7 separate regions of the Mus musculus genome follow, and all the other regions are linked to region 1. Evidence: chromatin contacts called from public Hi-C, HiCAR-type and promoter capture Hi-C data. All regions are on one chromosome and are shown on one strand. Each heading gives the region's core, a stretch centred on a gene start, on an enhancer-like site or on the middle of the called end of the contact. The rest is flanking DNA. Distances are from core to core; before and after follow the strand shown. Region 1 holds the start of Gcsh (glycine cleavage system protein H (aminomethyl carrier)). Region 2 overlaps Wwox (WW domain-containing oxidoreductase). Region 3 overlaps Wwox (WW domain-containing oxidoreductase). Region 4 overlaps Mlycd (malonyl-CoA decarboxylase). Region 5 holds the start of Mlycd (malonyl-CoA decarboxylase). Region 6 overlaps Wwox (WW domain-containing oxidoreductase). Region 7 holds the start of Hsbp1 (heat shock factor binding protein 1).

Region 1 (3,614 bases), core at 618-3,117:
GCAGTCCAGTCGCAGCACTGTGGAAGGATCTGAAGTTGTCATCCTCAGCTACACAGGGGTCTCTCCAGCTTCGCAGTGAGAGCAGACCTCAGAGCAGAAACAGACTGGGGGGGGGGGGGGGGGCGGCACACCTAAATCCCAGCACTCAGAGAGGAAGAGGCAGGTAGACTTCTGTGAGTTCTAGGCCAGCCTGATCTACAGAGAGAGAGAGTTCTAGAATAGGGAAGATTACACAGAGAAACCCAGCCTTGAGAAAACAGAAACAAAACCCCACCATGGTTTGGGGCCTCAGAAAATCTGAGCTGAAACTGAAGATACTGCATTCTCAAACACAATAGCTTGCTTAATATGGGTCAGTGGTGCTATCTGGCACTACACACTAATAGTTAATAAAACTATTCACTGCTAATATGTCAAGCTGCAGGTGACAGGACGACTTCCCAGTAACTCTGAGGTAGCTATTGCCTCGCCTCCACTGTTCTAATGCAGGGCACTGGGGTTCTGAGAAGTTGAGAGACTGTGCCCGAGACCACACAGCTCTAAGAGGAAAAACCAGAATTGAATAATGTCTGTGTTTCAACAAGCACAAGGCTCTGCACCCTGCATAATAAGTGTGCACAATTCTGCCAGTTCAAAGAGGGTAAAAATGAAAAGAACCTGAGTAGTTAAGCAGACCGTGGGAATTGACACATTAGGCAATATTTAACCAAATACCTGGAACTCAGTATGTAGCTCCAGCTGCCCTCGGCCTCACAGCGATCCTCCACCTCAGCAGTGCTGACACGGTTACCGGTGGAAGCCACCCACCATGCCTGGTTTGAAACGGACTGCTTATTTGAGCATTTCTTTACCCTTGTACTCCAGTCAATAACGGTCTGGTGTGTGAAAAACTGGAGAAATTTTAGCAAGAAAGGAAGAAACGTGGCACTCCACACCGAGGAATAACGTGATCAACATTTTGAGTTCCACAGATTTCTGACCCACGGCACTCGCTGAGAGCAGCCGTTCCGATTTGTGCTGCCTGAGTAAGGTCTCCACTACTTGCACATAAAACTGTTTCCCAGCTAACTGTGCAAACGCGTACAATGGGCAGGTCTCCCAGCTATTTCCAGTCCGTCAAACCAGGCTCGTTTGAACCCCAGTACACATCAATGACTCAGACGTTAGAACTTTTCCTGCTGTCTGTAGTTCACAGCTAAAGCTTCCTCACTACGCTTGATTTTGCGGGGGGCGGGGGAGAGAGTAAAAAGCTTATTTCTGTTACTCTGACTTTTCATTCATCTGTATATGCATTCTGCTAAATTTTAGTATGTGTTTCTGCTTAACTTCACTTCGCAGTTCCTCGTAAACAAACTGCTGTTAGGTTCCACAGCAAACCTAAGTGCTCCCCACATTTAGGATCTCGGTGCACCTAAAAGCAAGCTCAGCCCGGCACGAGTGGCCGGTTTACCTGCGGGTCCAGCCGTCCTTCCCTCCCAGCTCCACCTTTCTACCCCGGGTTCAAAGTTTGCTCCTGTACTCTCCCGCCTACTTAGGGAGAAAGGCCGCAGAACCAGGATCCCAAGAGCGAGAAGCGTGGGTAGGGCTATAGGTCGGTCCGGCCAGGAGGCTTGGGAGTAGGGCGGGCAGGAGCGGTGACCACGTGCCCTGCACTTACCCGACAGCAAAGCAGATCCGGTGCGCAGTGAGCGGACGGCGGCGGCGCTCGGTACACAGGGCCGCGGCGAGCAGAAGGTCAGGGCGGTGCGCAGGCTGTAGGCCACAACCCGCAAGCTCCTCGACACTTGCAGCGACATGGTCAGAGGTCCGGAGGGTAACTGCGCTTCGCCTCCGCCACCGGGCCGGTGGGGACGGGGTGGGTCCAGAGTAAGCGGAGCACCCAGGCCCGGGGGCGGAGCCCGGGAGAGGCGCGCTCTGATTGGACATCTTGAAGGTTCCACTTCGGATAGGACAACCCGCGCGAGGGGCGTGTGCATGTGGAGGCGCTGAGGCCCGGATGGGGCTGTGTGAGAGGCGCAGATTGGCTGGGCAGGGAGGAGGCGGGGCCTCACTGGAGGGCGGAGAGTAGAATCTTGCGAATAGAAGCTCCAAGTCCGCAATCTAGGAGTTGCCCTGAACTGCATCGCTGCAGGGGCCAGAGAAAGATTCCAGCAAGGATGGTTTTGCTGGGCTAACGCAGTCTCATGCCACTAAGCCAAAAAGTCCTACGGAAGATGAGGTGCCGCCAGGCCCTTAAAGCACACAGTTACGCCTAACTGCACAAGGTCACCCCCATGGGATTCATTTAAGACCGTTCTAGGCATCAAACCCTGTTTCAAAGAAAGAAAGAGGGAGGGAGGGAGGAAAGAAAAAGGACAGAAAGAGAAAAGGGAGCCGGGCGTGGTGGCGCACGCCTTTAATCCCAGCACTCGGGAGGCAGAGGCAGGCGGATTTCCGAGTAAGGAGTTGTCCATCCTCGGAGTTATCAAGTCAGGGACCTCCATTCCTTATGTTCACTGTCAAGGGAAATGGGTTGGCACCACCAAGACAAAACAGGATTTACCCTGAGGTGGCTGCAGATGTCCTTGGAGAGGGAGAGAAGGCTCCCTGAAAAGGCTCAGTGTCCCTTAGCCAAGAGAAAAGCGTAGGATGTACTGGGGGCAGGGAACCCAGAGTCTGTACAGTGGATGAGGGGAAGGGCGGAACAATATATACTAGAAGCTGTACCAGACATTCAAGCCAAACTAGGGCTGCTGGTGGCAAGGAAGTAGCAGTTAGATAAAAACTCTGGTAGATGACAAAGGTGGTGAGCTTCCATGATGGCCAGCTTCATCTACACCCCCCTGAGCTGAGACAAAAGCCCGGTACCTTAAAAACGGGTGGTACCTTTTAAAATGGGCTGTTTCTTCTCCTGCCAGCCCAGCCAGCCTCCTGCTCAGGGACTGGCTCAAGTAGTTCAAGGCCACATCAGGACCGGCTTACACTTGTAGGCCAGCCAGTGATCCTGTCTTTTCTTTAAACTGACCAGCCCTATAGGGAAGACTCTACAGAGCCAGCAAACAAACAAAGCAACCCAACCCTCAAGAAGAGATTCCAGCCTGGTAGCTGCATGCAGCTTTAATCCTAGCACTCAGGGACAGATCTCTGAATTCAATGTCAGCCTGGTCTATAGTGAGTTCCAGAACAGCCAGGGCTATACCAGACAACCAGAGGAACTCTGTCTCCGAAAACCAAAGATAGATAGATAGATAGATAGATAGATAGATAGATAGATAGATGATGGATGGATGGATAGATAGATAGATTAAACATTTATATATATTAAAAAAAGAGAGACAGAGAGACAGCCGGGGCGTGGTGGCGCACACCTTTAATCCCAGCACTTGGGAGGCAGAGGCAGGTGAATTTCTGAGTTCAAGGCCAGCCTGGTCTACAAAGTGAGTTCCAGGACAGCCAGGACTATACAGAGAAACCCTGTCTCGAAAAACCAAAAACCAAAAACAAACAAACAAAAAAAAAACATAGAGGGTTGATATCTGCCCAGTTCTAGTGCTTTAAGGCTTATTATAAATATAAAGGTTTTATGTCTTTTATTTGGGAACTAGCGGATCTATGGTGGGGTAGAAACCCCCAAT
Region 2 (3,614 bases), core at 550-3,049, 2.5 Mb before region 1:
TGGGTACTGTGCTGAGCACTATTGGAGAGATCAAAGCTTCCTGCTTCCCAGGAACTTACAGAATGCATTTGGTTTTGTTTATTTAACTTCAGATTGGCATATTCTAGCTTTACATGATAAGGAGTTTCATTGTGACATTTCCACACAGACATCTAATGTACTTTGTCACAGTCACTGCCCCCTCATCCCTTCCCCCACACCTCCCTATTCACATTCTCCAACATCCGTCTTTCACTTCCACGTCCCCTTTAGCGTTCAGTTTTTAAATTATGCATTGATTGATTACAGCATTGATCCCATTGTGTATCGATCGTTTGTCGGATGGGCTCCTTATTTAGTGAACAAATACTTATCGACAGCATCTGTGCGTGTAGTCTACTGGATTGTGAGTGTGTGTGTATACACCTCATTGGCCTCGTCCTCATGGAGTCTGAGCTACAGTGACAGACATGTAAATGAGTAATGGTATCCAAGACACTGGTTACTGCATGTGTGTGTGTATGTGCGTGTGTGCATGCATGCATATGTCTATCTGTTTGTCTAGTATGAAGGTAGATGGGGTTGAGATCTGGTTATGTCCCAAGCTCAGTGTTACTTGTGCAAGGGGCAGGTGGGTTCAGAGCTCTGTCACCTAGCGGACATTGAACTTCTGGTCTTCCTATTTCTGTATCTCCCCAGTGCTGGGATTTTTAGACGTGCCCCACCAAGCTAAACTGGAAAGATGAGTTTTATTTATTGAATGATTGATTTTTGATGCTGCTAGGCCAGTTAGTGGTTAAGAACAGAGGTTTGGATTTAGACCAAGGTTGGCCGGAACTCTCCCTGGCTCTACATTTCTGTAGTGGTGTGGTAATCTTAGCTCTCAGTGGTCCTCCATGTGCCCTCCATCTTCCTATTGCTTCCCTGCATCACAAGATGATTGTCAGGTGTAAATGGGACAGCAGTGCCCTGCTCACAGTGCTGGAAGCCCCTGTTCGTCACCTCTCCATGCTCTGCTCGTCTTCCCTCTCCTCTTCCCAGCAGCAGCCCCTTCTGCCTCAGCAGGGCCGGCCTCAGGGCCAGACACAGCATCCTCTGGGTCCGTCGGCTTCAAGTTCAAAGGAAAGCTTCCTCACTGTGGTATTGGATTTTGCAGGATGGTGACAGCTTCTACAAACCTCTGGTCCGTGAGCCAATTTGGAGGAAATTGAATCATTCTCTGCGCCTTTCGGCTTCGTATCCTAAAAAGCCCGAGCAAACACTCTGGGCAGGCTTCAGCAGCTTCACATCCAGGGCTCAATCACAGCTTCAAAATAAAAACATCCCTCATTGCTCTCCGCCTGTGAAGCTGGCTGTGGAGCCTGTCACAAACCTCGGAGCTACAGATAACACCCCTTACCCTGAACACACACCATATCAGAAGGTCCTCGCAGGCACAATTCACTTAGCGTGCTCTGTGTGGACGAAGGCTGGGGGTGGGGTGGGGGTGGGGGTGGGGGATGGGAGCTGTCAGGAGCAAGGGCTCTCCTGCGCCTGTAGCTCCAGGGAGGCTCTGTCTACTTACGTCTCTCTCAAAGTGCTTTCCTGTTCCAGCCTGGGCAAGCAAGCTGAGCTCTGCAAGGGTGGCGTAGCCCTTTGGCATCATGGCGGAGCCACCAGCCTCATTACTCCTCAGCAAAGAGCCCTCTGTAGAAATGGCAGTGGATTTTGTAACTGGCAGTCTCGAGTGGTCCATGATTCGCAAAGGATTTATATGTGAAGGGAAACGGATGGATTAAAAATATTAAACAGTGTAGCCAGGACCCGCTCGGATGAATTGTTGGGATCTATTTTCTCCTTCTACTCTAAACATATGGCATGAATTTTCCACCCTCATTACAGTTGCTGCGAGAAGGCAAAGGCAAATATTGATATTTCATTCATGTTTTACGGTGAAAACACTGTTTGGTTTGTTTATACAGTTTGACTATCACAGTTTTTATGGTGAGCAATGAAACCACTGTAAAGCCAAGCCTGGGTTATATAGCAGATGCGATAAACCCTCACATTCAGGGAGACTCCCCGGATGGGATAGCTAATGTCACATGTCCAGAACGAACAACTGAATTGTGGGTCAGGACAGGCTAGTCAGGACGTAATACCCAACAGCCCCTGTGGACCCTCTACAGCATAAAGCTACCAAGGTCTCTCTTGTCTAGACTGAATCTCTAGCCAGTGTTTCTGGGAGTGCCGTGGGGGGAGGGGGGCGGGCTTGCAGCCCACATAGCTGGATGCTATGCACAGGAAGGAAGAGGCTTGCTGGTTTGTATTGCAGCCAAGCTTCTGCTCCCAAGTGAGACCTGTCACCAAGGCTCATGTCCCATTGGCCCGTGTGAGTGTCCACATTCCCAAGTCTCGGGATTACCTGCTGCCGTGTGTACGTGGACAGGGGTATATGGCTGGGATGTCGCAGATCAGACTGAGGACTGCCTGACACAGCTACACTTAACGCAAGCCAAGCCCTTGTGTAGCTATTGTTTTAACTGATTGTCTGCTATGTGTGTGTGTGTGCAAGTATATGCCTGCGAGTGTGTGTGTGCGTGTGTGTGGCATGTGTGTAAGTAGGTATGAGCATGTGGAGGCCAGAGTTAAGCATTGGGTGCCTTCTCTGTCTTGGAATTCACCAGTTTGGTCAAACTAGACAGTCAGAAAGTTCTAAGTCTTTCTCAGCATCAAACTTTCCGTTCCCATACCCACATGCATTTCCTGTACCTAAGGTGGAGGACAGCTCTTCATACATTTCATGCAGTCAGCTGTTGAGACGTACCTGTCTTCATGGTCCCCAGGCTAATCATCCCAGAGCCCTGCCTGTGTCCTCATCCACCAGCCCACATCTCTTTAGAACATCCTGTAAACATGACACATAACATTTCTCTCCTCTTCCCACTCTCTCTCCCTCTTTTGAACACTGTGTCTCCCTAGCCCTGACTGTTCTGTAGACCAGGCTGGCTTTGAATTCATTGATCTACCTGCCTCTTTCTCCTGGGCGCCAAGATTAAGGGTACACACCACTACCACCCGGCTTGACATTTCTTCCTTTAAAACCGTTCAGACCAAGGGCTGGCTGGCTGGTTTGCTGGATAAAGGCACTCACTGCTAAACTTGGATGACCTGAGTTTAACTCCTGGGGAGAACCAACTGCTTTGGGTTGCCCTTTTACCTCCACACACGAAAAAAGTGAATAAAAGTCTTGAGCAAACCAAGGGCTGTCCTGTCATGTGTACATGCCACACACGTGTGCATCACGTTCTATCTACACTGTGTGAATCCAAGCGCATGCTCTCTTCCCCACCCCTCTAAAGAAGAGAATCATGTTTGTTGTACTTATTTTCATTAGGGTCCTTTCTTTAGGCTCCATTGTGATTCTGAAAATCTTTTAAAAAACGAATCAATTAAATGGAAATGAACTGTTTTGAACATCAGCTAAGCAGCTGTGTCCAAGGAAGAGCAATTCATCCGAGGCTGAGTCTGCAGAGATGCGTGGTTGGGGCTGGGTGAGGATGGACCGAGATTTTACTTTCCTTGAGTCTCAGTTTCAACAGGTGTAGGACGAAGAGCCTGATAAGGATGTTTCCCTGTTCATCCATGTGCTGGTG
Region 3 (3,614 bases), core at 474-2,973, 2.5 Mb before region 1:
GTGTATGTGCATGTGTCTCTCTCTGTGTATGTATATGTATGTGTGTATCTCTTTGTATGTGTGTGCGTGTGTGTGCCCATATGCATGTTGGAGAAGCTGTATGGACGTCACAAGGATAGTTTGTGGGACTCAGCTTTCTCCTCCCCCAGACGGGCTATAGGGATTCAGATGCGGTCACTGGACTCTTGATCAGTGCACCATTTTGCTGGCCCCGTTTTCTCCCCTCTCCTTTTGTCCTTTCTATCGACGGTGCTGATGGCTGCGTATGTTAAAAGCTGTTGAGTTGTACATTTTAAGTGGGTGAAGTGAGTGTGAACTACATCTACATAAAGCTGCACTAATTTTAGAAAAAGTGCCTCTTGAATTGTCCTCAGTAGAAAATACTCTGGAGACTCTATTTTGATTAATTCAAAATTAATTTATGATGGGTTCTCCAATGGCATGTGCCGACACGTAGCGTGTTTATACAAGTTTATTTGAGACGGGTGCATAGAGTGTGCTATGGTTTTGCTCAGTATGTTTTTTAGTTGGGGGTTAATTTGGGGAGGGGGCAGTTATATTTGATATCTGTGAATCCTGTGTGCTTTATTATGGAAACATCAATCTAAGCAGAAATTATAGCATTACCTTATTCTGATTGCACACACTGCTATATCGAGTTTTACTGTCCCCCACACAAGTTTTCAAAGTAAACCATGCTTGTTCAGTTGCAGTAATAACCAAACTGAACAACCACTTGTGATAGTTACAGCGTTTGGCCCCAACTCTAGGACAGGAGTTACTGTGATAGACAAGTCCCCCACACCTCTGTAAATTCTTCTGCTCTCTTAGCAGTCTGCCGTTGATCTCCTCCCCCCCCCCCCCCCCCCAGATTGGAACTTGGAAATCAAAGTTTCCTGTTCCGTTTTTACCAGCCCGTTGAACTCAGTAGTCTTACATTGTGGATATTTTAACCTTTGATTATCTGTGGACAATTGAAAATATTAATTTAAAATGAGCTTAGTGTTTTCTTCCATAAGACGTGTAGGGATAAGAAGGCCGCTTATGTGTCCCATAGTATTGAAAAGTTTACAGGTCACCTGACAAGTGCTGAGGCAGCGAATGGGCTGGGACAATAACCAGTTCCATGCTAGAGTGTGAGCGAAGGCGTCTCAGCTGCACGGCAGGGTGGGGGTGATCTTGTCCTCCCCTCCCTTGCTCCTTCCTTCCCTCCCTTCCTTCCATACACCCTGGTAGGTTCTTTTGGGCTCAGCCTAACACCAGGATTGAAACTATCTATTGAGAACCTCGACTTTATTACCTGAAGCTAGAAACCTTTATTGAAAACACTTTTAATTTACTTAATTTTGGCCATCTCATGCCGTGTATGTTTAGACTCCTTAATTTCTTTTTCTCATCTAAATGTACAGCGAGTGTATCTTTGAGCAGGTAAGCCCCGGAACTGGCTTTATTATACATTATACCAGCAAGTTAAGTTTGATTCATTTGAATTTTTAAAATCTCCAGAGCTTTGAGAACGACTTTGGAACATTCTTTACTGTTGGAGCTTAAAGAAAATAAATCTCAAATGTGCTCCTTATTAATTCACCTGCTTGGCAAGCAGAGATGAAAGGGTTTGGCGGGGTTTTCCTATTTTCTCTGATTTCTGTTTGTACTGGAGCAAACTGCCCTTTGCACAGAGTGGCCGAACTTTCATAAAACACAAAGATTTCATTATTGAGATACGAAGAACAAGGGGCAATGTTGTGTTATAAACAGGCCTAGAACCTCCCGTGTAGCTGGTTTGTGTGAGATGTGAGGGACTTGGTAAAGTACTTAATTCGGTGAGCTGTGAATTAAGAGCAGGACCAGGAAACAAAACTTTGTCTCCCTTCAGAAGGTATTTTGAGTGCATGAAGTAAAGAAAAGGGATCAGGTAAAGACGTGAGTTCCTCCACAGAGAGGCAGGAACGGCTTCTCAGTTCCTTTCCAATCTGGGGATCTGGGAACCCACGGCTGCTGATCAGCTTCTCTGGAAATGAGAAGACACAAGGCACAGTGCACACCTTGCAGCCAACTGACGGCTCACCCCAGCTGGTGTTCCTGTGCGACCCCACAGTGGGAAAGTTTGTCATTTGTTTTTGACACATTTCTCTTTGATTTCATACTCTCATTCCTACAGGTCTGGCCTTCCTTCAGGGCCTTCTTGGCGCAGCAGACTCCGTGTATTCAGTTTAGGTAATTTATCACTGCACACCGTGTCTCCTTAATACCTAATCTCTCTCCTTAACACTTTCCCTGTCTTCCAAGCCAGCAGCATAAAGAAGGATTCCAGGGGAGTGGGCCTTAGAGCTTCTGCCAAGAAAAGAAAGGTCAAGGTCCACGAGGTCCCCAAACATCCCACAGATTCACTCCACTGCCCTCCCTTTGCAGGCACGAGTGCAGAACATTGACAATTCACCAAAAGTCACTGCGTGGCTTGGAACAATGGCCCTGTTTTCTCTGCTTGAGGGCTAAGATGGCCACAGGGAAAGAAGCCAGCCAGATCCAAGAGGGCCAAGGGGGCAACACTGTCTCTTCTCTTAGAAAGCTTAAGGGAAGCCAAGAGTTTTGCAGCTCATTACCAACATGAATTTTATTCAGGGCCAGGGGCCCACCTGTGCCTTATTAGAAGTGAGTTTAGCTGTGACAGCATGGGCTGAGAGTGAGGAGGAAGGGAGGGGGCAAGGAAGGGAGGTGGGGGAAAAGCCCCACTAGGTACAACAGAGCTTAGGATAACATGTCTAGAATCTTTCATGTCATATAAAGCATGTGCCGATCACTAGCTGTGAGGAAGGTGGGGAGGAAAGACATGGCGAGTAACAGTCAACTTCTTCGTAAAGAAAGGGTGAAACGACATTTCTCTTCTGCAGACACGTCACTGGCAGTACCTGTTAACTTTAGGCATAGGCCAAGTGTCAACCCTGGAGAGAGACGACCAGTGAACAGCTCCTCCTGCCATTTAATCAGTCCGCTGCATCGTATTTATAGCCCTGGAGAGGTCGGCCCATTGTTACAAGGCGGAATTGTGATGTTCAGCAGTTTATTCCTTGGGAGCTGGAAGCATTTCTCCATGGTGAATTTGTAATATTAATTGGCCATGTCAGCTCATGACAAATGTAGTGACATCTATTTCAAGTATTTCAGTTTTATGGTGCTGAAAAAGTGACACGCGCTTGAGATAAAGTAATCTCACAAAAAGATCTTCACGCTCGCCCGTGTGGTGCTTCTAGAATGCTCTCAGAGGAGCCTCGTGTAGGCTCCGTGTTCCACGGGCCGTCTCCTTCCTTTGCTAAGGCTGAGAGGGTAGCAGGAGAAGGAAGGAGGCACGCGGCCTCTGGAGATTCCGGCTGAGATCTTCTGGAGAGCGAAGGTTGAAGGAGCATTTGTGACACAGTCATTTATCTGACTTGGGACAAGCTGCTTCTGGGTCAGACCTGTCAGGACTAAGACAATAGTGCCTTTCTCACTCACGGGATGCAGTGGTCATTAGCCAGAGTGATCCCGCACCCCTTCCGGACCTAAGGAGTTACATGGCCACATCGGGATTCATTTCAGTTATCACACCTTAGGGAAGAATGGTGTGATTTGCATTC
Region 4 (3,614 bases), core at 491-2,990, 2.4 Mb after region 1:
GATCCTCAGCCTGGTAGCCCAGTTCCAGAACAACAGCAAACTCTAGGGACAGCCTTCCCAAAGCTTGGGCCCCTTCTTAGAAAGGAGGCTGTGTTCTGATGGGCCAGGCTTACTTACCACAGAATCCTTTTCAGGGAGGCCACAGCGGTGCTGTCCTCTGACCTCAGCAGGCACTCAGGAGGCCACACCTTGGCTGTCACTGTGGTGGCCCACTCACTGCTAGGAGGCGGTGGCGGACTGGGTGCTGGGGTTCCGGGGATCCCACTGTGCTGCTCCCCCACAGCCTGTGCCTTCAGAAAGCTCTACAGATGCCACCACAGGCCACCCAGGACACAGCCCAGAGCACAGACCTTTTGGAGTATGAAGAGCTGACAGTCATGTTCTCTCTATTTGGGAGAGGACTAAGATCTGTACTGTGGCTAATACCGCAGCTTAAAGCTCAGACTAGAGAGAGTTTGTGCCGTGCACAGGGTGTGTTTGGCACCTCAGGGATGCTGCTGCTGCTTGAGGCCAGAGTTGGCTTACAGGGTTTAAATGAGATCCCAGTTCATAATGAACTGAACGGTAAAGAACAGATTTGTTCTGTAAGCATTAAACATGATTGTTCACTGTACACCTTTAAGTCTACTTCACTGTGTACTTTTCTTCAAGATTAGCGTCCCAGCAAGGCTCAGCTCTGCTCTGATGTGTTTGTGGTGTCATGTTCCCCAGCCAGCCCACCAGGGACAGTGGATGAAATCATAGGTGCAGGATAAAGAGCAGGGGAGAGGTGGATGTGGCTGTGTGTGGTTATGTATGTGTGTGTGTATATATGTGTGTGTGGCTGTGTGTGTGGCTATGTGTGTATGTATATGTGGCAGTGTGTGTCTCCGCATGTCCACACAGCTGTGAGAAGGGCTTGGCTACACTTGGGTTGCATTGGCAGGTATGCTTGTGACCTGGAGCACATGTAGTAAGTATATCCGTGTGTGCATCCACATTTGTACACGCACATCTGTGAGCATATCACACATCAGCAGGAACAGTGCTACTCTCGGTTGGACATGCTTGTCCCCTGTCTTTCCTGATAGCATCTTCTAGAACTTCCCAGGGTGGCCTCCCTAGGTTGACTGGACTCTATGATCCCAGGCTCAACCCTGGCCTAGGTAGAAATGTCAACAGAAAACAGCTTTCACCTCAAAGGCGAGAATTAAAGACTGTTTATACTTGAGCCAGATGTGTCTATGGCCCAAGGGACATGGCCTCAGGTTGCCCTGAATACACCACCGCCCTGAAAGTGTTCGTATGTGAATTTATTATAGAGCTAAGTCATAAAGCAACTTGCCAAACACACTCCAGCAATGCAGGAAACCTGATGAGAGTGGTCCGGGTGCTGAAACCATTCTTGCCTTCTTGATCAGTGGGAACTGGTAGTTATAAAGCATTTAGGGCAAGACAACAACTCCAGGCACCGAGGTTATCAGAACCTGCGTCTAGGACCTACCTAATAGAATCTGCTCCCACACATTGTCCCCTGACCTCCACATATGTGTCAGAGCACACACACAAATAAAAAATGAAAATGTAATGATATTTCTTAATACATGTTAAAGGTTTGGATAGTCACAAGGTTACTAGGTCAAACCTAGGAACTGCATTGAACATGCTGCAGTCAGATTAAAGGCAAGGACGGTTTGCCTCTGATCTGCGATGTTCCAGCTTTCCACAGTCAGGAGGTGCTGTTGCTCCGCATTGTTAAGTCTTTAGCACTGTGTGGCTATCTTGGTTTAGCTTCAGCTTACAGAAACACTCAGCCAAAGAGCAGGCCCTGCTGCAGCGGGCCCTTGGGAGCAGCTGGGAGTGGGGCATCTTCTCTGCATCTGCTCTGCAGGGCACCCTCATGCTGCCTAACTACTGTCTGCATCAGCTTGCTGACCACCCTTCACAGTGTGTCCCTCGAGCCCTTCCACCGTGTCCTCAACCTGCCGCCAGCCCTCCAGTCACTGCCCAAACCTCAGCTTCCCTTTGGTGTGTATTCTTCCGACCTGTTCACATCCCACCATGGCCCTAACCTTAACCTTGGAGGGCCCCGGGTGGAGCTCTGGTCCTTACTGAGACCTGTCACAGGAAGCTCTTGCTGATTCTAAAGCACTTCTCAGTAATCACACTTCCCTTCTTGGTCACTGGGCCACTTCCCACATCTGCAGACATTTTGTGGTGGAAAATGTCCACTTCCATCCTGAGTGATGTTCCTGGCGTGCCCCCCACCCCAGGGCTTTAGGGGATCTAAATGAAATGAGGGTTGGTGGGAAGACGGGGATGGAATGAACACAGCCCCTGTGGTAGACAGCTCTGGCCCCTTCCCAGGCTACCTGATCATAGTAGGTGCTGTCCTCCTCACCGCCACCAGGTGGCACTGCTGCGACTCGAGTGCCTTCTCCAAAGGGTGCGTAGGAGTGGGGTTTGGTTAGGAGCTTCTCCCTCGCCGGCGAAAACCATCTACCCAGACCCACATCGGCCCACACAGACCAACTCCAGGTTTCCAGAACACTGAGCTAGTGAGAGGCACAGAGCTGGAGAGGGATTCGGAGCTGGGGAGGGCGTGGAGCTCACAGGGACCGCAGAACTGTGGAAGAACAGAAACTAGGGGTTCATAGAGCTAGGGATACAGAGCTGGGGACATGGAGCTGCCACTCTCCCTCCTCCCAAAGCTCCTTGGCTCTCCCAGCGCTGGTCGGCTTTCCCAACAGTGGCTCTCTACGGGTTCAGAGGGTCCCTCCCCTCTCCCTTCCGTGGATCTCATTCAGGTTGACTGAACTGATGTTCAGGCCTGATCCAGGATCACAGACCCAAATCCAAACGCACTGGTGGCCAGGTGCCTGGCATCAGCCTTGGGTAGTCACTGTTAGAGTTTTCACATCACCTCTGAGCGTAAGGATTAAGTATTTCATGTCCTTGAATGTAATCCAAGACTGAAAACCAGGTGACTGAAAGCAATGGTATTAATAAGTTCTTGTTGCTTTTTCTCTCAGAAAAGGGTGAGGGGATAGAAAATTTGGCTCCATGGCTAAAGTGCCTGCCATGTAGACATGTGGACCTGAATTTGGACCCCCATGGCCCACATAAAAGTGAGGCCTGATGACACACACCTATAACCCTAGCACTGGGCAGGCAGAGACCCCAGGATTCCCTGTAGCTCACCAGTCAGCTGCCTATCCAGTCAGTAAGTTCAGAGAGACCTCAGAAGATAAGGTGGAGGGACAGTGAAAGATGCTCGTCAGCTTCTGGCCGCCACATGCACACATGATGTGTCACTGCACAGCTACAAGGGCAGCGTGAGTACACGCATTAGAAAACATACGAAGCATCGCACCAAGGTTGGCCAAGCCTGAGCAGCTCCCGCATTTTACAGTTTGTGAAACAAAGGCTAAAGCCAAGGTCGTGCTGCTGCCAACCGAGGCAGACCCCCGAGTGCTTCTGAGCAGGAGGCTTGGAGTGAATCCTAGGCTGGCTCAAGAGGAAATACACCTATGGCCAGCAGGACCCTTGGCAGAAGCCCAGAAGATACAGAGCAGAGCAGGGTGTCCCAGCTGTGTGCCTATGCTTTATCTCAGCCAGAGCTCACTGGCCTCCAA
Region 5 (3,614 bases), core at 471-2,970, 2.4 Mb after region 1:
GCCTCCCAAGTGCTGGGATTAAAGGTGTGCGCCATCACACCCGGCTGGCAGGAGAGTTATAAGTCATGTGTTTGAGCTAGAAGAATAGACCTGGTGGCTTGCATTGTTCATGGTCCATAACCAGTGTCTGCTCTCGCATGATAGGCTGTTCCTGGATATCCTACCCACTATGGCAAACTCTTCCAAAAGGGCAGGTCCCAGCATCCACGGGCAGGCCTGAGGTGCTGTGGTACTAAAGACAGAGGCAGATGAAGAATGGAAGGGTACAGTTTATTGGAGAACTTACTCAAATGTATAGTCTTGGTAGACAGCAAAGCCAAACTGGATCCTACCACATGGGTCAGAAAGAGAGTCACAGACTCGAGTTAGGATAAAGTGACTTTCCCCCTAGCTGGAAGGCACGTGGTCCATCTTAAGTTCTTATCAAAGAGCCAGGTACAGGTTGGAGCCTGGATCCGGTTGTAAGGTCCCAGACGTCATTCTTGGGATTTGGTCTATCGATAGTTTGAAGAGAAACCATGCACCAAAAAATGAACTGTGGTTTCTCTAGGACAGTCACAACAGTCTGGATCCAAGATGACTGTCATCATATCAAGCTGAATCCATACAGAGCCTACTCTACCAGTCTGATTCCTTTTTGCAGTTATTTTAATGTGACTCCCTCCCTCAGATGGTAAACTGAAGGAGAATGAGCAGGGCTATTTCAAATGCAAGCCTAGGGTGGGCCTGGAACTCACCAAACAATTGAAAATCATTTCACTGAAAGAATGAATGAATGAATGAATGAATGAGGCCCAGCAAGGAAGCTGGTAGGGAAGAGATTCTTCCTATACCCATTTCCGGCATGACCAGACGGAAGCTCTAGGATGCAGCAGGAGGCATGGGCTGGGTCTCCAGCAGTTCTGTCTGGGTGGGATTCTTGACATGAGCCAGAGAGTACCTAGGGAGGGTCTGTTGGGAGAGACCCTGTTCTACTGTCCGCGGGTCGGGACAGGGTCAAAATGTCAAGTCAGAGAATTACTCTGAGAATTACATGCTTGGTGTGTACATGTGCATATACATTTCCTTGTACACACGTGTGGGGGTGCACGTATGTACATGTGTGGTTCTGGAAGCCAGAAGACACCTCGAGTGATGGCGCTACCCGCATACTTTTTGTTTGGTTGGTTTGGAGATAGGGTCTCTGGCTGACCTAGACTTACCTTGTTATCTGGACTGGCTGGCTCTTGTCCACCTCCCTGAGCTAGGACTACAAGCGTTTTCCCATGGGTTCTGGATATGAACTCAAGTTCTCAATCACTTTATCAAATGAGCCATCCCCATTCCTAGGAGACCTAGTCCAGCATGCAACCTTAAATTTCTCAGCTCCTCACCTACGCTAGATCCGAACCCTAGCACAGGAGGCTGCGTGCATAGCACGGTCCCGGGAAGAGCTGAGATGTCAAGCTCTCAGATCAAGAGAAGCGCGTGCGTAGTGGGGAAAGGGACTGAGGCGGTGACTCTCAGAACAGGTGTAAGGATGCAAGCCAAGAGGGCGAGTCAGGTGCCCCGGGGCTACCGGGTTCCGGGGACCTTTGGCTGCACTTGGCCTCCGGCCTGAGAAAGCCACCTCGCCCCTCCCCCGCCGTTCTACCCCCCGATTGGCCAATGTCTCCGTCCGCCGTCCGGCCTCGGCCAATGGGGCCGGCGAGAAACCGGAAGCCGGAGCCGGAAGCGAGGCAGAGGCCCGCTCTCCAGTGGCGTCTCCCGCTAGCAGCTGTCGCGGAGCTGTCATGCGAGGCCTCGGGCCAGGCTTGAGGGCTCGGCGCCTGCTCCCACTGCGGTCCCCGCCGCGGCCTCCGGGGCCCCGGGGACGTCGGCTGTGCGGCGGGCTCGCGGCCAGCGCCATGGACGAGCTGCTGCGGCGAGCCGTGCCCCCGACGCCGGCCTACGAGCTGCGCGAGAAGACGCCGGCGCCCGCCGAGGGCCAGTGCGCCGACTTCGTGAGCTTCTACGGCGGCCTGGCCGAGGCGTCCCAGCGCGCCGAGCTGCTCGGCCGCCTGGCTCAGGGCTTCGGCGTGGACCACGGCCAGGTGGCCGAGCAGAGCGCCGGGGTGCTGCAGCTGCGCCAGCAGGCGCGCGAGGCGGCCGTGCTGCTGCAGGCGGAGGACCGGTTGCGCTACGCGCTCGTGCCGCGGTATCGCGGCCTCTTCCATCACATCAGCAAGCTGGACGGCGGCGTGCGCTTCTTGGTGCAGCTGCGGGCCGATCTGCTGGAGGCGCAGGCCCTCAAGCTGGTGGAGGGGCCGCACGTCCGGGTAAGGCCCCGCCCGGGCCACCGCGACCCCGGGGCCGCCGCCCCCCGCCACCGCCCCGGGGCCCTGCCCACTTCCCACTCCCCACTCCCCAGACCCTTACCCATGCCCCTGCAGCCACCTCGCCGGCCTCAGATACCACGGTGCTTACTGCGTGGTTCGTAGCACTATCCTCGGGGGTCACTGTCGGGTGTGACACCCATTGCGCTTACTCCAAAATAGCTCTAGTTTTAACTGCGCTGTTCTTGAACAAGGATGGAACACGGCTTTGGGCAAAGTTTGGGCACCTCCCACGAACGTCCATCACCCTAACAGGTTACACGAAATGCACAAACATGGCCAAAAGTCAAGGTCACCACCGCCTGGGTCTCTAAAGCCTCCAGTCCTCTTTCTGCAATCTGACTTTGGACAAGAGATTTGATTCCAAACCCCCAGCCCCAGACGCAGTGATCCTAAGTTGACTTTTTAGTACCTGTGCTAGTCAGCAGCTTACCCAGCGATATCATGTAGCGTACAGATAACGGAGGTGTATATAGCTGAGACCCAAAGGATTGTCTAGCATAGCTGCCAGCCATTAATATTCAATAAAGAGGAGCATTGACCCTGAGTTCATACACAATGATATCACCATTTCAGAAGTCCCCAGTGTTCAAAGCCTCATCTGCTTTTTTCCTGACCTGCTTGAAACAGGCATGGCCATTTTTACTTCCATTCTGTCCTTTCGGTTGACACCTATCTCCTTTAGAGTGAAGGACATGACACGCTGAGGTGATGAGCTGTCCAAGACTTCAGATATACATCCCCTGATCCAGGCTCCTTTGCACTGCTATGTGCAGGTTTACAGACTTCTCATTTTGATTGCTTAACCCTTGGTGTAGTTAAGGGATTAATATGAGTCAGGGTCTCTCACTGAGACTTGAGACTCACCAGTTAGATTAGGTAAACTGCTCAGTAAGCCCCAGAAATATTCCTGTCCCATCTTCCCAATGCCAGCAAACAAAGTGTGTCACTAAATATAGTGGCCTTTCTTTTAAAGATTATATATACCAGTGTTCTGCTTGCCTGTATACAGATGCATGCAGTGCCTACCTAGGCCAGAAAAGTGTATCATATCCTCTGGAACTGGAATTACAGCCGGTTGAAAGCTGCCCTGTGGATGCTGGGACCCAAACCCAGTTCCTCTGCAAGACCAGTCAGTGCTCTTACTTTGAACAGTATCTCTGGCAACCTCCCACCCCACCCCCACCACTTTTAAATCACTAGTACCAGGGATCAAATTCAGGAAAGCTCCTAATTGACTGAGTTATTTCTTCAGCCCTG
Region 6 (3,614 bases), core at 356-2,855, 2.4 Mb before region 1:
ATAAAATAAAATAAAAATCAACATTTTCAAGCTTATGAGATGGTGTTATTTTTAATGAATTCAAACAATAGTGGGAGCTGCTGTTGTGTTTGCGTCTCATACAGCAATTCATACCCACAAACACAGTAACATATGGCTCTGTTATTACTGGGTTTAGGGATTTATGTACCTAAAGGAGTTTTGCAAGCTCTGGGTCTCACTCGGCTCGCCATACACAGCAACTCAGTTGGAGGAGCTGGAGTGGCTAGTTTCTCATTTTCAGATTAATAAGCTCTGACCAATACACTTTTCTCAGGTCGTGTTTATGAAACTCCACGACGTTCTTGTATGTCGTTAATGACCCCCCTCCTTATGATGTTGGTAGAAGGCCGGATTAGTGAAATATAAAAAATTTTGCCTCAACAAAGACAAGTTCTGGATTGTGGGGAAAGCACCAGCTTCCCTTTCTAGCTCTGCAGTGCGGTGGCCTCCAGCCCCTGGGGTCACTTGATGTCCTGGAGATTCGTTGACACCCACATACTCCCTATCACAAGACGGCCCCCTCAGGTCCTGGCTGTGTTTGTTTTAGAGCTCCTGCATGGAACATGCAGCTGTGTAAACCCAGGAATGGTTTCTACCCAGCTTTGATCTTCTCATGGATCAACAGTTGCCCTCGGTCCCTGAACCCGGCTTCATAGCCCCCATCTTACTTGGATTTTTCCATTTTCTGCTAATTATGACTTCGCATAGGAAGCCTGCCAGCAGCAGCCCCCACGACTCTGGGTAGATAATTTGGAAAAAATGTTGTAAGTCTGTTAGTGTAGAACTATATTAAGGAATAATTTCCATTCAATGCCCCCCAAAATATGTCCTTTAGTTTCCTCTTTAGAGACAGTACGACAATATCAAGTAGACTGCTGGAGTTTGATGAACATATACACATTATAGACGGAATACATGGGGTTTTCTTCTGTTTTGTTTTTTAACCAGTACAACGTATCCTTTATCATAACCCCTAAGAGGCTCAATTCTACCAAATGTACCTCAATTCACCATGGACACCGTCTGTTGGGCTGACTTGTGGCAGCTTCTTTTTCCATCAATAGGCAGGGAGTCTGTCGAGAACTCTGCAGCAACACTACAAAAATCATACTGCTTATTCTTACAACCTAGACAAAAGCTAAATCCATTGCTTAGGAAAGGCCAGAGATATGAAAAGAAGCCCTAGGGAGTTCCGGGGAAGATGGCTTCTTCCTGGGCTGGTAACGAGTGGCTCATGGGACTGGCCTGTAATGCCTCCAGGATGTAGAGTTAGATCTGGGAAGAAGTGTCTCTCCAGAAGGGGTGACATGTGACATGGAAGACCGCATGCCCCAGTGCAGATGGGCCCTCAGAAGCACAGGCTGAGGCAGATCTGGGTTTGCTTTCTGGCTCAGCCCCTTGCTGTTTGCATGGTTTTGGACAGTTTGCTGTTTGCATGGTTTTGGACAGTTTGCTCCAGCTTTAGGAGCCTTGGCTTGCTCACCTAGAAATGTGGAATTAATACTGATTCCTGCCTCAGAGTCTGGAAGGACCAAGTGAGAAAAACACATGAGAATTGCTCAACACTGTCCTCGGGACACGTAAGTGGTCAAGAATGTTAGCTTCTGTCATTTCCAGCGTTGTGACTTTGGGTGCTCCCCCCACCCTCCCTTCTGTTTTGTTTGTTTTTGCTTCTAGCATGTGTGTCTGTGTGTGTGTTTGTTTGTGCAAGCACACATGTGTATGCATGTTTATGTTGTATGTGCACATGTATGTGCGAGTAGGGGGTGCATCCATGCATGTGCATGGGCAGGGTTCTTGAGCCATCCTCTCCACCTTAGTCTTAGAGATAACCTCTCTCTTACAGAACCCAGATCCTATCATTTCAGCACTCAGACTCCTCCTGTCTGCAACCACTCTCCAGAGCTGGGGTTACAAGGCTTTACCCCCTGACTCACCTCCCCAGCCCTCCTTTCCTTTTTTACACCATAAAAGATAAACTGCATTTCTGCCCATGTTCTGGTTCAATGGGAACCAAAGAGCACTTGACAGGAGACTCTCTGACTTGTCCACGTACGGGGATATCTTACCTGGGTTGGAAGAGCACAGCCTCTACAGTGACTCTCAGGAAGGCGCTTGGCGAGGGAACACTGAACACAAGTCTGTGAGTGTTACTTAGTGTCCACCCCAAAGGTTGTGCCATATAGTACATTTGTCTGTAGGTGAGACACTTCAGAGCTTCATGTCCTCTCAGGGATAAGCTCTTCTCACGCCGTAACTGCATCTGACCCTCTGAACCTGTGACACAGAGACAGATCTGCCGTAGTGATGATGTTTAGGGAAACGCTGTTTCTCTAGAGGTATCAGTAACATAGCAGAGAAGAAAGAGCAGTAGGATGCTAAAAATGCAAACTGATACCCCAGCCAGCTTGTGATATCCCCCTAGTTGAATTTGCATGTCCTGTTTGCTCTCACACTGGCCATCAGGTTGGAGATGCAGGGCCTTGGACAAAGATGCGGGTCAAGTTGGTTCTATTGCTGTGCCTTCAGATAGGGAAGGAGGGCAGGAACCATCTTACCAGTGTGTTAAAGCCGCCCAGGGAGCTGGACCAACCCCCACCACCCCAGTGTATGGAAAGTGTCTAGTGATGTAGATTTCTGTGGGACCTATAGAGGAGTTACTTAAAATGGGACTGAGGAAAAAGTAGCAGAAGATTTACTAGTCTCTCACAATAAGCATTCTATCCATCCATCGGTCCGTCTATCTGGCTGCCTGTCTGTCTGTCATTCTCTGTCTGTCTGTCTGTCTGTCTGTCTGTCCGTCTATCTGTTTTACACATGAATGTTTTGCTCACACATGTAGTTGTGCACAACATGCATGTCCAGTGCCTATGGAGGTCAGAAAAGGGTGCTGGATCTCTTGGAGCTAGGGTTACAGATAGCTGTGAGCTGTAATTTGTGCGCTAGGAATCGAACTCAAGTCGTCTGGAAGAGCAGCACTGGGCCATCTCTGCAGCCCTCCTCACAGTGATGCTAAAGCACGGGGCACTTTCTTTTCCCTCTTAAACGTAGATTTATCATCTTCTTCGAAGTATCTACATTTAGATATAATTTACCAGATAGTAGCCCCCACCCTCCCTCTCTCTACCCCCTACCCTCTGCTTCTGACATGTCTAAGTAGTTCGTCACACAGTGGCATTACTAATGGCCTGACTTTTTTTTCTTTCTTCAGGAAATGATTCATTACTTTATAATTTCAATTCAGTAACCAGTTTCAGCTATGCAATAAATTTAAATCCTCTACTATCAAGATAACATTTTTTCCTCCTGTCACCAAAATGCAACGATTGAAAACCGTCTCTAGAAGCTGGCCCCGTGGAGACAATGCTTATAGATTTGTCTTTCACTCTAACATACACCTTGTCCATTATCACTGCCAATCTCATAGACTCTCTCCCTTGTCAGTGAACCCAGGCAGATAACACAGGCATTCAGCCTCATGGTAGAAGCTGTCCACAAGTTTATATATTCTCCACCGATGTAACCCTGGATGTGTCCCTTGTTTTGCAGTCACAAACAGCGTCCCCATGGGCAGACTTCTGGTTTTAGGTCAG
Region 7 (3,614 bases), core at 777-3,276, 2.4 Mb after region 1:
GTCAAGTTTGCAGTTTAGATGAAGAAAAATTCAAACAAACAAAGCCAACAACTGCCAGTGTCCTAGGAAGGAAAGAGGGGAGGAGGCAGAGGCTGGAAAAATGGCTCACAGTTGAGAGGACCTGAGTCTGATTCCCAGCACCCATACTGGGCTGCTCACAATTGTCTGTAACTCCAGCTCCAGGGACCCAACACCCTCTTCTGGATTCTGAGGGTGCCTGTATTCCTGGACACATGCACACACGTGCGTGCACACACACACAATCGCTTTGCTTGTCTACCATGGGAAGGGAGTCCTCCGTGTGAATTGAGGTTGGGGGAGAGGGAGAGGGGGCTGGGGAGGATGTGGTCAGATGACAACTGGGGAAGACAGCTGAACCACACATCTATCTCCCTGGCCAGGCCTGACCCACCTTAGTTACCAATGCTAATAAGACTTAGTCTTCCTTCAGCTAAACAAACTGCAGTTACCCCACCCTCACCCCAAAACACAGTCCTGAGACCAAGCTTGTGTGTCAGTTGCAGACAAATAGTCAGGGGCCATTCTGTGGGACTGGAAGTTGGGGTCCTCACTCAACAGAAAGCAGAATTTTGAAAACTTTCCCAGATGCTGCTGAAGAAGAACACACGGTAAGTAAATAACTTAGGGAAGGTCACAGACCTGGTCCCTTTTGAAGCTGGGCCTCAGCCTGGGTCTGGTGGACGCTGGAGTTCCCTGTTTCTCTCCTTTACTAAACTGTCTCCTGGCCTGTAGCCATCCATGTGCCTGTACAATTCACTGTAACGTAGGAACATGGAGAACTCTGGCCGGTGTTGGCTCTGCAGAGGGGATCAGCCACTCCTCCTGCCCTGTCTAGAGTCTTCCTTAAGCTGCCCAACTCCCTATAACAGCCCCAAGGTAGGGTGGAACAATCGGACCTTATATCCTAACGCCGCGTACCTTCACTGGTTTGCTAGACTCAGAGACACCCCCACTCCAGTCCATAAATGTAAAGAATTGGATCTGTCTTAGTTAGGACATCTATTGCTGTGAAGAGACACCATACCCACAACAACTCTCATAAAAGAAAATATTTAACTGGGGCTGGCTTACAGTTCAGAGGACTAGTCCACTATCATCATGACAGGAAGCATGGCATGTGCAGGCAGACATGGTGCTGGAAGAGGAGCTGAGAGTTCTACATCTGGATCCACACACAGCAGGACACTGGCCAGGCTTGAACTTCTGAAACCCCAAAGTCCGCCTCCTAGTGACACACCTCCTCCAACAAGGTCACACCTACTCCAACAAGGCCAAACCTCCTAATAGGGCCAGTCCCTATGGGCCTATGGGGCCATTTGTATTCAAATGACCACGATATTCTATCCCAGCCTCCTCCACTGCCTGCACTGTGTTTTGTCTGTGTGAGGTTGTTGGGTCTCCTAGATTTGGAGTTGTGAGCTACCCTGTGGGTGCTGGGAATAGAACCCGGGTCCTCTGGAAGAGCAGTGAGTGCTCTTAACCGCTGAGCCATCTCTCCAGCCCCCTAATGTTTTTTAGTAGTAACAGAACACTTTCTTATTTTGTGTGTATGTTTATGTGTGTATGCATGCATGTCACAGCAGTGCACACACAATTTGTGGGAATCGAGTTTCTGCTTCCAACATGTGGATCACAGAGATTGAACTCACAGTGTCAGACTTTGAAGCAAGCTCGTCACCGGCTTCGCCTTGCAAGGCCTGAGTGCCTAACTACATCCATGGAAGAAGCCAACGCTAATCCCCACAATTTTGGTCCATTTCCGGCGTTTTCTCCTCCTCTTCCTCTCGGTTCAGCCTTCAGGGTGGAACTGGGCGGAAGATGAAGGCGGAGCTAAGAACTGGGGGGCGTAGCTTATCCGCAGGCAGGACAATCTGAAGCCTCCTAGGACCTTCCGGTGCGTGGCAGAAACTACAACACCCACAATGCCTCGCGGTCCCGTGACCGTGTAGTCGCGAGAACTGTCGGCTTGTGGGCGTCTGCGCCGAGAAACCGAAGTGTAGGTGACGGTTCCGAGACATCGCCGCCAAGCTGGGCACCGGGGAGATGGCCGAGACGGACCCCAAGACCATGCAGGACATCACCTTGGTGGTAAGCGGCAGCCTCATATGGGCCTGGACACCCCGGGGCCGCTCTCGGCCCTGGCGTGGGGTGTGGCCAGCGGCCTCGGCCCGCGCACCTGCGGGGCTCGCCCTCCGGTCGGCCCCGACCCGGACCCTCCGGACCTGACCCGCAGGGACACCGATCCGAGCTGGCAGGCCCTTGCTGAAGGCCTCACACTCCAGCCGGGAACCACCACCACCCCACCCCCCCTTCATGCCTGCGTCCTCGGCTCCCCAACGCCGGTCCCAGGAAGGGGGTCTCGGCATAGGTTGGGATCGGCTGACTTGTCCTGGTTTCTCTTAGGTGGAGACGCTCTTGCAGCAGATGCAAGACAAGTTTCAGATCATGTCAGACCAGATCATCGGAAGGAATATCCTTTTGATTTGGAGGCAGTTTCTTAACTGTGGGGGTGAGCGGGGTGGTTTACAAACAGATTTCAGTTAGTCATTTAGAAATTGCCTTTTTTTTTACAAAGGGTTTATTATTTTTAATTATATGTATAAGGGGGTACTGGGAGTGACTGAGACCAGAGGCGTTGGATCCCCTGGAGCTGGAGTAACAGGCGGTTGTGAACTGCCCAGTACACTCGTGCCCTCTGCAGGAGCCTCGCGTGCTCTTAACGGCCGAGCCTTTTCCCCGTCCCCACTTAGAAGTGTCTTTCCTGATCTTGGCTATATTGTGTTCCCGTGGAGGACTGTGCCAAGAGCCAGAGACACAGCGAGACCTACCCCAAGCCCTTGTTGGTGCCCCTCCAGAACACCAGTAAAGGGGTTTGCATGGTAACCGTTGTCTGGGAGTACTTCTAGAGTTGGAGGTGTAGGGAAGAAAACTCACCCCAGTCCCCCCGAACCCCGACCGCCAGGCTGTCACTGTAGCCAGATGAAACTGGGGAAGCAGCTGTTTAAACCAGTGGGCGGGGGCCTGGGGGGGAGAGGCCGAGGTGAGGTGATGCTGCCGTGCGGGCTCTTTAACTGTGCCACTAGATGACATGAGCAGTCGGATTGACGACCTGGAGAAGAATATCGCTGACCTCATGACCCAGGCTGGAGTAGAAGAACTGGACCCTGAAAACAAGATTCCTACTGCCCAGAAGAGTTGAAGGTGAGGGGGGGGGGTTACCTCAGCGTAAAACGCCCGTCAGTGCGACGGGGTGGGGGGGTGTCGTTGATCGGTTATCAGGAGACCTCTCTCCTCCCCACCGGTGAACTCCCAAGTTTTTGAAATACCACCCGAAGTGAGATCTGACGCCCTCTTCTGGTGAGTCTGTAGACAGCTACAGTGTACTTATCTATAATAATAAATCTTCAGGCCGACCTGAGCGAGCACAGGTCCTAAATTCAATTCCCAACAACCACGTGAAGGCTCACAACCATCTGTACAGCTACAGCGTACTCATATACGTAAAATAAATAAATCTTTAAAAAGAAAAGAAATGTTCCATGCCAAACTAGTTCCTTGGGTAGATTTCACATTTCCGAGTTGTATTACTTCAA

What was found. Promoter capture Hi-C pulls out the DNA fragments that hold promoters and counts their contacts. Hi-C and Micro-C count contacts between places; a contact is called where the count stands out from the background. HiCAR-type assays count read pairs that join an accessible place to other places.
Region 2: a contact with region 1 is called in a promoter capture Hi-C map of the 3T3-L1 cell line, with 8 times the contacts expected there. The contact joins the enhancer-like site here to the promoter of Gcsh in region 1. A contact is called at or near these places in 5 of 39 promoter capture datasets (the 3T3-L1 cell line, 3T3-L1-derived adipocytes, frontonasal cranial neural crest and 1 more).
Region 3: a contact with region 1 is called in a promoter capture Hi-C map of liver, with 2.8 times the contacts expected there. The contact joins the enhancer-like site here to the promoter of Gcsh in region 1. A contact is called at or near these places in 8 of 39 promoter capture datasets (the 3T3-L1 cell line, 3T3-L1-derived adipocytes, the C10 cell line and 3 more) and 1 of 115 datasets of contacts at active chromatin or transcription factors (astrocytes).
Region 4: a promoter capture Hi-C map of liver shows a contact between it and region 1, with 5 times the contacts expected there. The contact joins the enhancer-like site here to the promoter of Gcsh in region 1. A contact is called at or near these places in 6 of 39 promoter capture datasets (the C10 cell line, embryonic stem cells, hippocampal neurons and 2 more).
Region 5: a contact with region 1 is called in a HiCAR-type map of astrocytes, with 5 times the contacts expected there. The contact joins the promoter of Mlycd here to the promoter of Gcsh in region 1. A contact is called at or near these places in 1 of 39 promoter capture datasets (embryonic stem cells) and 2 of 115 datasets of contacts at active chromatin or transcription factors (the NIH/3T3 cell line and astrocytes).
Region 6: a promoter capture Hi-C map of 3T3-L1-derived adipocytes shows a contact between it and region 1, with 5 times the contacts expected there. The contact joins the enhancer-like site here to the promoter of Gcsh in region 1. A contact is called at or near these places in 5 of 39 promoter capture datasets (the 3T3-L1 cell line, 3T3-L1-derived adipocytes, hippocampal neurons and 2 more) and 1 of 115 datasets of contacts at active chromatin or transcription factors (astrocytes).
Region 7: a Hi-C map of Th1 cells shows a contact between it and region 1, with 6 times the contacts expected there. The contact joins the promoter of Hsbp1 here to the promoter of Gcsh in region 1. A contact is called at or near these places in 3 of 39 promoter capture datasets (the C10 cell line, embryonic stem cells and liver), 3 of 484 Hi-C or Micro-C datasets (CD4 T cells, the G1E-ER4 cell line and Th1 cells), 2 of 115 datasets of contacts at active chromatin or transcription factors (astrocytes and fetal liver) and 1 of 9 other capture datasets (adipose tissue).

What each region holds. Positions count from the first base shown.
Region 1 is chr8:116,991,631-116,995,244 of GRCm38.p6, forward strand. Gcsh (glycine cleavage system protein H (aminomethyl carrier)) reads right to left here and starts at 1,868. Exons shown (of 5, transcript NM_026572.4): 1 at 1,658-1,868. The coding sequence starts at 1,796.
Region 2 is chr8:114,503,537-114,507,150 of GRCm38.p6, forward strand. All of the region lies in intron 5 of Wwox (WW domain-containing oxidoreductase), which reads left to right. Among named protein-coding and RNA genes, the nearest start is that of Wwox, 66 kb to the left of the region's middle. Within about 2 kb of position 1,800, at least 28 of the 459 cell types and tissues checked have an H3K27ac peak or open chromatin away from gene starts, as enhancers often do.
Region 3 is chr8:114,534,043-114,537,656 of GRCm38.p6, forward strand. All of the region lies in intron 5 of Wwox (WW domain-containing oxidoreductase), which reads left to right. Among named protein-coding and RNA genes, the nearest start is that of Gm16116, 61 kb to the right of the region's middle. Within about 2 kb of position 1,724, at least 6 of the 459 cell types and tissues checked have an H3K27ac peak or open chromatin away from gene starts, as enhancers often do. A contact at or near this core is called in liver, where this site is marked.
Region 4 is chr8:119,410,476-119,414,089 of GRCm38.p6, forward strand. Mlycd (malonyl-CoA decarboxylase) reads left to right here. Exons shown (of 5, transcript NM_019966.3): 5 at 1-627. The coding sequence ends at 46. Among named protein-coding and RNA genes, the nearest start is that of Gm46053, 4.8 kb to the left of the region's middle. Within about 2 kb of position 1,741, at least 113 of the 459 cell types and tissues checked have an H3K27ac peak or open chromatin away from gene starts, as enhancers often do. A contact at or near this core is called in hippocampal neurons and liver, where this site is marked.
Region 5 is chr8:119,393,174-119,396,787 of GRCm38.p6, forward strand. It overlaps Mlycd (malonyl-CoA decarboxylase), which reads left to right and starts at 1,721. Exons shown (of 5, transcript NM_019966.3): 1 at 1,721-2,297. The coding sequence starts at 1,773.
Region 6 is chr8:114,610,721-114,614,334 of GRCm38.p6, forward strand. The region is part of intron 5 of Wwox (WW domain-containing oxidoreductase); the gene reads left to right. Gm30554 (a long non-coding RNA gene) reads right to left here. Exons shown (of 3, transcript XR_388057.4): 2 at 2,091-2,298; 3 at 1-1,117. Among named protein-coding and RNA genes, the nearest start is that of Gm30554, 5.6 kb to the right of the region's middle. Within about 2 kb of position 1,606, at least 23 of the 459 cell types and tissues checked have an H3K27ac peak or open chromatin away from gene starts, as enhancers often do.
Region 7 is chr8:119,342,512-119,346,125 of GRCm38.p6, forward strand. Hsbp1 (heat shock factor binding protein 1) reads left to right here and starts at 2,027. Exons shown (of 4, transcript NM_024219.1): 1 at 2,027-2,109; 2 at 2,425-2,491; 3 at 3,102-3,222. The coding sequence starts at 2,065. The coding sequence ends at 3,220.